Regions from separate parts of the Rattus norvegicus genome. Here region 2 is linked to region 1. A link is a contact called in public Hi-C data. All regions are on one chromosome and are shown on one strand. Each heading gives the region's core, a stretch centred on a gene start, on an enhancer-like site or on the middle of the called end of the contact. The rest is flanking DNA. Distances are from core to core; before and after follow the strand shown. Region 1 holds the start of Hivep2 (HIVEP zinc finger 2). Region 2 has its middle 52 kb from the start of Trnaa-agc27.

The links. A called contact is a pair of places that touch in the nucleus more often than the background predicts.
Region 2: a contact with region 1 is called in a Hi-C map of prefrontal cortex, with 3 times the contacts expected there. The contact joins the enhancer-like site here to the promoter of Hivep2 in region 1. A contact is called at or near these places in 7 of 12 Hi-C or Micro-C datasets (the A7r5 cell line, the Rat2 cell line, Schwann cells and 4 more) and 1 of 1 datasets of contacts at active chromatin or transcription factors (oligodendrocytes).

What each region holds. Positions count from the first base shown.
Region 1 is chr1:10,176,933-10,181,443 of GRCr8, reverse strand. Hivep2 (HIVEP zinc finger 2) reads right to left here and starts at 2,042. Exons shown (of 9, transcript NM_024137.1): 1 at 1,812-2,042.
Region 2 is chr1:10,419,164-10,423,674 of GRCr8, reverse strand. No RefSeq gene overlaps it. Among named protein-coding and RNA genes, the nearest start is that of Trnaa-agc27, 52 kb to the left of the region's middle. Within about 2 kb of position 2,679, at least 13 of the 93 cell types and tissues checked have an H3K27ac peak or open chromatin away from gene starts, as enhancers often do. A contact at or near this core is called in prefrontal cortex, where this site is marked.

The sequences.
Region 1 (4,511 bases), core at 793-3,292:
CTACTGACAACTCCCTGCCTGCTCCAACTAAAAATGCAGTTGTAATCTGATACTATGACTCCTCAGAGCTCCACCAGAATTTTCTCTTAGCAATAAAAAAATGACTTCCACCTTATTCACATGCACGGCATTCCAGTTTTAATAAACTGCCGGCCCGCCATCCCAAAATTCAAACCGGGCATGCTCATTATACAATCCTCTTGGGTAATTCGTAACACTGTATTTTGGCGTGCTTATAGGACAAATAAGCAAGCGGGCATTCACACATCCTAGCACGTATGTATGTAACGATACATGAACATACGTAAAACAACTTGGTTTGCTCAAGGGCAAATGGGATCCTTATCACTAGAAGAAATGGGTCTAATAAAGTTCCCTGGCCTTTTGCTAGGCAGAGAGAGATCACTGAAATTTTTATTAATATCGATCTTATTAATACTTCAAGTAATTTCTAGGTTTGATCATTCACGCAAAAGAAACTGTTGAAGAGAAAAAAAAAAAAACAACAGCCCTGATGAGGGCTGAGTTGGCAAAAACAGCAACAACAACAACGACGACGACGACGACGAAAACAAGATATATACAAAAACAGCCCTCCTGTGAATTACTGAAGTCTTGCTTTGAGAGTGCAAGAAAGTACCTGTATAGTATTTTTTTAATAATTTGGAGTTATTTTTAAAATGGCAGAAAAGGAAAGAAGAAAAAAAATCAGTTCAATTTTCCTATTATAATGAAAGGACCGGAAGCAAGCCTCTCTGTGTTCATTTTAGGCCTAAATAACTGTGCAGAGCATAAGGGTTTTGCAATGTCAGTTGCACACACAGCTTCCTGTGTGAATTCTAAGCCATTACAGGTGTTCTGGGGTTTCCAGTGTAACCTATTATCAAGAGATTCCTCTGGTCCCTTCTATGCTAGCCCCTCTGCCCTCAGCCCAAGCACGTTACTGCGGGTCTCCTCCTGGCGTCTGTGTTACAGACCCTTTCTCTTCCCTGTGCCTCCGGAGGTGAGAGCGCCCACTTTCCCTAGGCGACGCAAGTCAAAAGCTTTCGCATTCAGAGGACTAGTTCCTGCAGTCCTTTGCACTTAGATGCTTTCAAGTAGGCGAGTGAGGCGAGCCACTGCAAGAAACGCTCCTTCCCCTCGGTCTCTTCCCCCCGCTAGAAGCTGCATCCCTGCAGCACAACATCCAGAGACCCTCTCCGACCTTCTAGCCTCCACACAAACTGAGCTTAGAGGGTTGGGGTCGCATTTTCTCCCGTCCTCTGCTGCACTGGGTATGTTATGTAAGAGGGACAGGACGCGGGAGGCACATGCGTATAAAGCGCACCGATCTGTGATAACAGCTGGGATGGCAAGGCTAATCTGGAGTCGTACCCCCACCAAATACGACAGACAAATCACCCCCACCATACACACACACACACACACACACACACACACACACACACACACACACACGCACGCACGCACATATAGAAGCTATGTTTTCCTGTCTTAGCCCTACCAGCACCAGACGCACAGAATGGAAAGGAGGGGGTTGGGGGTGAAGGGAGGTGAGAGGTGCGGCGGCAGCAGCACATCTGCTTTGATAGCAGCCAGCAGAGCCGCCGCGGCAGAGAGCCCCTCGTTAACCCCCTTCCTGTGGCTGCACCACGTCATGGAACATTCCCGGAACGGGCCAACGTTCCACCCACTTCAGGGAACAGACATAAAGGCGCAGACCCAGCTCCTCGCGGTGCACTGCCCAAACACACATGTTTCTTCCCGATCCCCCGACCAGAAGCACAAACAAGCATGCAATCCGCCCCCACCCGTCTCCACGCGCCGGGGGCCAGCCGGCGGCGGCTGGAACTGCTCTGCGGCCGGTGCACCCGCAAGGCGAGGGCGCCTCCGCCTGAACCTTCCATGGAGACAGTCCCCTCCTTCTTCGCTTCCTTCCTTCCTTCTCTCCTTCCTTCCTTCCTCGCTCCGGAGGAGAAAGGAGTCACCGAATTGCCCAGCGCCAGCGCCTCCGCCGCGCTCGCTCGGCCGCAGGCCGGCGGCCCGGCCCTTGCGGTCCGCTCGCCCGCTCGCCCGCTCGCCCGCCCGCGCCGCCCCCAGCCCCGCGCCGCGCCCCCTCCCCCGCTACCTGACAACGGGCCGCCGGCCGCGGCAGCCGCAGCGGTGGCCGGGCGGTGCGCGCCGGTGCACGTCCCTCATTAGTAACCAGGCACATTCCTGCCTCCAGCGCTCCCGCGCGGCCCCCTCCCCCCCCAGGACATTACGCAAAGCAGCCTCCCCTCATCTGCATAGAACCTCGGCCAGGGTATTCCCCGCATTTCCCAATGCGCCCGACCCCCCTTGCCTAGGTCTCCCCCATCCCCGCCCCCTCCGACCCTTACCCCTGGGCCACCGGGAAAGCGGCCGGGGGCGCGCGCCACGGAGGGGGCGATGGAGTTGGGAGAAGGCGATTTCAGGGTAAAGTGAAACAAGCTCGATCTCTGGTGCAGGCAGGAAAAACACGGCACCGAGGCCACTTACCGAGCCGAGAAGGGACCTAGATTCCCGCCGCTCTGCTCTGCCGGCGGCCGGTGCGCCCTCCACGCACCCCAGGGCTGCACCCAGTACCCAAGAGTCGAGGCGTGGAGGGAGGCTGCTACCCAGCCAGGAGACCTTTCAAGTTGCTCGAGCTCCGGCAAGCTTCAATGTCCAAGACTCAACTTGGCAAATACTTGTGCCACAGTCACCGAAGATGTCTTTTTTTTTTCTTTTTCCTTTTTCTTTCTCTTTTTGAGGAGACCCTCCTCCACCGGGGAGAGACAGCGCACGGCGGCGCCCCGCTCTCCAGCTCTCCACCCCCTCACCTCCAGCCCGCCTCCCGCCGGCCGCCAGCCTCCCGGCCGCGAGCCCCTCGGGCGGCTGTCAGCTCCCGGCAGTCCGGGTGACAGCGGCCGAAGGAGGGCGCGACGCGGCGGGCGGTGGGGGGGATCCTCGCAGCCGCGGCGGCCGCTCACCTGTAAAGTCACAGCAGCGCAGGAGGAGGAAGAGGAGGGAGAGGAGGAGGGGAGGAAAGCCCCCCGATGCCCTTGTTCTTGCTGCCGCGGCCGCTCCTCGCCCAGGCTGAGCGTGTCTGGTGGGGGGTGTCTGGTAGCATTTCCTTAAGGACAGAGGGAGGGCGGGCGCGGAGGGAGGGAGGAGGGAGGGAGGCGATCCCCACCGCCAGCCCAGGCTCCTCTTGCCTTTATTTATATATTTATTTATTTTCGGACACTGTTAGGAGATGGAGCCAGGGCGGGGGCCAGGGCGGCCAAGCTGGGGCTCGAGCCGCCGGGACCCGGGCCGCAGTTTGTCGGCGTGAGGGAGCCGCAGCGGCCGCCTCCCCTCCGGGCTGTGGACGCACCGGGTTATTCCTGGCAGCGCCTCCCCGAACAGAAGTTACTAGGAGGAGTGCGCGGCGAGGGCGGGCGGGGGAGAGGCGAGGGAAGGGAGGGAGGAAGAGGGAGAGACTCAGCCAGCGACGTCATCGGATCCCCCAGCGCGTCCCTGGGAGGGAGGCTGAACCAGAAAAACCAGTCTGGAGCCGGCCAGCGGGCGAAGGATGTGCGGTGCGCCCAGCGACCCGGACTGGCCCCGCTGCCCCGCTGCGGGTGCGCGGGTAGGGAAGGTCGCGGTCGCCCTTCCTTCCCTCGGAGCCGAGATCTCCCCTGAGAGCGGGTATCAGCTTGCCACGCAGAAACACTGGGACGTCTGAGCAGTCTGAGAATTTCCTACTAGGGTGTGGAAACCTCCGTGCCCATCCCCTTCCCTCTCTACCCCTCTTCCCACGTACTGGTTCCTTGCCTTCCTAGGGAAGGAAATTAGGTATCAGTGGGATCCTTACATTTTGCCCGGGTACCAGGGATCTCTCGCCTCTTCACCTTCCGACTGCACTCACGATTTTGTTATCAATTGAGGGGGAAAATTTTTTGCTGCAGCCCCTGGAACTCTCAAATGTGTTTCACTAGCATTTTCCGTGCCCCGGCGGAAGCACGAAGTTTTCACGCGCTCGAAATGCCCCAGTTGCTTTTCCCCCGGGGTCACTCCCCAGGGCGCCCCGGGTGCACCCTGCTCAGGAAGCCGCCCGCCCTCGTCCGGGTATTCAAATAGGCTAGGGCTGAGACGCAGGGAGCAGCTGCCGGCTTCCTGGGGGGCCGCGCGGGCAAAGGGGGCGAGCTGCCACCTCCAGCTGCGCGCTTCTGGTTCCCTGCTAGGGACTGAAATCACACCCAGCCCTGGGAGAGCTGGGCGGGGCGGGGGGAGGGGAAGGGAATCCCAAGCGAGTAGGGGCCGGGACTCTGGCTTCCTCCCCAGCCCGGCAACACCCGGGGGACACCGGGGCTCCCTCGGGCCGTTACCCAGCGTGTGTGGACTCGTGTGCACCCTCAAGGGAGGTTCCCAGGAGGTCGCTGCGCCGGAGCGCAGACTCTGGCTTCTGGGCGGTGCCGGCTCCCGGAGCGCCTCCTCCGGGTGGGCACAACGCAGGGCTCGACCGC
Region 2 (4,511 bases), core at 1,430-3,929, 240 kb before region 1:
AGCGTGGGCTGCTGCCTTTAAAGAGAAGCTGGGCGTGGAGCTTCAGAGCAGCTAAGCAAGACCTGACAGTTCCAGAGCCATGGAAGGAAATGTCTGTGCTCAAGACATTCCCAGTATTATGAATCAATTCACCAAGTATTTACCAACCGGCCTCCTTTATGCTTAGTGCTATTCGATATTGTGTTTAGTCAGGGATCTGAGACAAAAGGGCCACCCTGGACTATTATAGAAAGTCCCTTCAGGGCTGTAAATGGAGGCGAATGCCAGGACATTTTCCCAACCTCCTTGCAGCCACCCTGCTAAAACCCTGAGAAGCATGCGTTCCCTCCCCCACCCTCCTGCCTGCCTGCCAGGGTTTCCAGATTTCTTCTGCTTTGCAGTTGCGTCAAAGCCGTGCTCGACTCCAATCCTCACAGAAGGCATAAATTAACATTTTATTATGTGTACTTGTTAGGGTCTCTTAAAGTAGACATGCAAATTTGAGGCTCCCGTAATAAATTAGGGCATACCCAAATTAACTGAAAATAAACCGGGTTGCCCTGGCCAAGGCCTCGGAAGACTGGTCCCTGCCAAGCAACCCAAGGGCGGATACTTACCTCAACTCCTGTTCCCCAGTTGTTGACCCTGGCCTCTGGCCATTTCCTTCTCTGTGTGGTACCCTGGTCTTCTCTGCGCAGATGCTATCAGCTTACATGACTCCTGATGGGCTTTTTTAACAAGGGTTGGTTTCTGGTAAGCCTATTACAGGTCTCTGAGGTCTCAAGCAAGCAATAGAGAGAAAGAGAGAAATAAAGGTTTTGAGTTTCCATCACACATTTGGACAGTTTTGTCTGCCACGACCTTCCACATGGACCCACTATGCTGAGGCTACACTTTGATTGGTTATTGCTACAATGGGGCTTTAATGTTGCAGCTGACAGCCTGGAAAACCTTCAGGTCAAGAGCCTGGGGCCACAGAGTGCTTGGTGTGTTTTGATGTATCGATGGTGGGGAAGTGAGCAGAAAAATTAAGGGGCACCTGATGCGCCCCTCACAGCTCCACCAGCACCCCTGTTTTGTCGTTGTTATTGCTGTTCTTTGCTTGCTTGCTTGTCTGTTTGTTTTTGCATACTTTTAGAGAATAGAACAAAAGGTGTTGTGGGTGTAACTCTCTAGGGATCATGGGTGGACAAGGCCACACAAATAAAGAAGACACAGCAGTTTGGAACTGGAAAACTTCAAGGTTCATGGTGTTAGAGCCTTGGGACTAGTGGGATGCAGAGCGGTTAGGAGGAAAGGCCTGGCAGGAAAATTTACATCTTATGTTATGTTGGGGTGCTCTTAAAGGAGACTGTGAAGCCCAGTCCCTTCCTCTTTCTCTCTTTTATGCCCTAGTCATAAAATGAGCAGCTTGTACTTTAAGCAAGGCACCCATTTGCTTCCTTGACACATGTCCAAAAGAAATGGAGCTAAATGACCATGGGCTGAAACCTCCAACATCATGGCCCCAAATAAACCTTTTCTCTTCATAAGTTAATTACCTTAAGTATTTGCTACAGCAGTGGAATAACACAAGGGGGTTGAGGAATTAATATCATGTGGCTATTTCCCCCTAATTAAAACATTTTCTCCTAGAAGGAGGCTTCTTAAGACTTAGGGTAAGCAAACTCTATGTCTCAGAAAGTTCCTGAAACTTACAAGATTCCTAAAGCCTCTCTCCAGTCTTATAAAAGTAGTAAGAATTCAGGAAAGAAGAGATGCACTACTAGTCACGCCACCCACGTGTCTTGCAGGGAGCTCTGGAGGTTTGTCTGCCACTTGTCATTGTCCACACTCGGGTAAAGCTTTTGATAATGTAGCTAGCTGCCTTTCAGTCATCAATGCCCCTGTCCAGAGCTCCTTCTCCATCTACCTCTATGTAACTTCAATAAATCATTGGTTTCCTAAGCCATGCTTGAGTGGAGTCATTCCTTCTGCCTATCATCTCCGTGTGGCATGAATTCCCATCTGTTCCCATCTCCCCAGGAAAAGTCACACTACAAGCATTCATGATTGAAGGGAAATTCTAGTTCTAATGCTGTGGGCAAGGGGAGCTGAAATCCAGGGGCCTACTGCTGGGCCAGAATGCACAGCATTTGTAGGGGATCCTATTGGAACTCCCCTACCACAAAAAGGCACCTTGGAAACCACCTTCACATGGGTCCTAGGTTAAGAGACTGTATCTGTATACCTCCTGCATTTAGGAGTTCTGTCTCCAGGTGAATTTTACCTGGTACTCCCCTAAAGTGAACAAACTCATTTACTGCGCGCAAGGACACTTACATATTCATAGCAACTACTCAGAGGTCTCAATGTTCAGATGCCATGCCATTGTCAAATATTCCCCTCCGAGACACCTGCTCCTTCACCTCTCACCTCCCTCCTTCCGCATCTCCTCAGCCTTCCTGCTTCCCCTCTCTGCTTATTTCAGTCAGTTCTTAGCATCTCATTTCACCTTCCTGCTCTGTAGAGAGCTATGTGTGGTTCTTACCTTCCCCCCAGTGGCATTTAAAGTGTTTCTTGGTGCAAAACATCCTATTCATTGCCATAGAAACAGGAAACTCAGTGTGGAAGAAAAAAAAGGAGGGGGGGGGAAGGAGTCTGACACTCTGCAGCTATGCAATTCTGTTATTTTGCCCAAATCCATAAATGGCAACATGCTGGGAGATACGCAGAAAGCCAACCCGTGGTTAGAACAAGTAGAGGAAGGGCTTCTTGTTCCCAGGAGACTTAGCACAGGTTTTAAAGCAGGCAAGAAGAGACTAGGGTGCAGGCAGTGGGGAGGGGGTGCTTGTCTTTCCCCAACTCCTCTCGGTGTTACTGTCTATAAAATGAAGCTATTATCACCCCCATTACCATCTCACTGGGGTCATAGGAGGGTACCCCATGTGACAGCTGGATTTCAGCCCTTTCTGGGCTCACCACACCCTTGGATAGCGTAGGCCAGTGTCATCTGTTCTTGACTGTATACACTCCCTAACATAAAACTGAGATGATGTTCACAGCCACATGACTCCTAAAGAAAAGCCAGCGAGCTTTGGCCATTCTTGATAAGAAGTATATTTTAAAAAGCCAAACTTTTACACCTCTGGGACAACCGAAGATGAGCTTTCTTTGAGCTCCTCGTCTCAAAGATGACTAACTCTTCATTCTTTAAGCGCTAACCTTGTGTCGGACCTTCGAGCATTCCAGTTCCCTGGGGAACTATCATCCCTCAACTGAGAATAGACTGGGGAGATAATGCTGAACAAAGCTCAAGCTAATGTGCTCAGACTTCCTTGGCCATGGCCTTTCTCAGAGGCATTTCAAATCCAGAAATGCTCCTCCCCACCAACCAGAAGCCCTGTTCTGACTGTCTTCCTTGTGGTGTGTGTTTGTCTATTCGGTATCCACCAGTCACAGAGGCAAAGCCAGGTTGTTGACATCTCCACATATATGCAAGGTCTGATTGCACGGACCTATGACAATCATTTACAGACCCTCCCAGCAAACCTGAGTTTCTTCTGGTCTCTTCTAACCAATTCTTTTAACCCATAATGTAATGCCCCCCTATGCTAAGCCATTCAGATTAGGAAGTAATTGACAGGAAGCAGTAGCGGTCCTATATGAAACAGCATGCCCACTTAGAAACACCGCCAGTCATCTACCTAGACACAACCCTACCTTCCCTTATCTGTTATATCAGTGATGGAATCGCCTGTCTTCTTACATACACATCACGGCTATGGGAATACTGTCCAGGGGTCATGGTCTCCTAAAGATAGGTCAGCAGCATCTTCTTCTATAAATAGGGTGACCATATGTCCTCCTGTGCTCCACAGAGCCCCAGCTTTACCCCTGTTGACCTATGTCATCACAGAGACTTAGCTCATCCCCTCTCACAGCAGTTCAAACTTTGAATATTAATCATATGGCCATCCTAATAGAAAATTTAACCACTTCTTAAATAGATAAATGTCTTTTATTTTAAAAAAAAAAACAAACCAGAGAACTAATTACAATGTAATCACTGGGCCTCACATCTTCACTTGAGAAAAGGATCGAAATGAGCATTGCAGACTTCCTAAAAATATCCGTGTTTGTCTTCCCATCACATGCAGGGACTTAAGGAGGAAAAACCAGCTGCACGAAGTGTGTACACAAAGCAGAATAGTGATGACATCGAACTTTTTTTTTTTTTTTGGTGAGAGCTGAGAATGTAGTCCATTGGCACTAAGAAGTCTTACAAGGGTAGGAAGCACAGTGGGCCCACCGATTGCTCAGCCACCGCTGTGCGTCTCAGTCTTTGATATCTGAGACACTGTCTCGTTACTCACATGCGACGCATGCCCTAAGCGATCTGAATAGTAGGGGCATTCACATCAGGACATTGTACCATCCAGGAGCTTATTCTACAAAGTAGCACATCAATAAACACGGGGAACACTATTCAGAACGTAAGCGTGGGTCATTACAGCCCCATCCGAAGAAGCGTTTATCCCAATTCTTGGGGT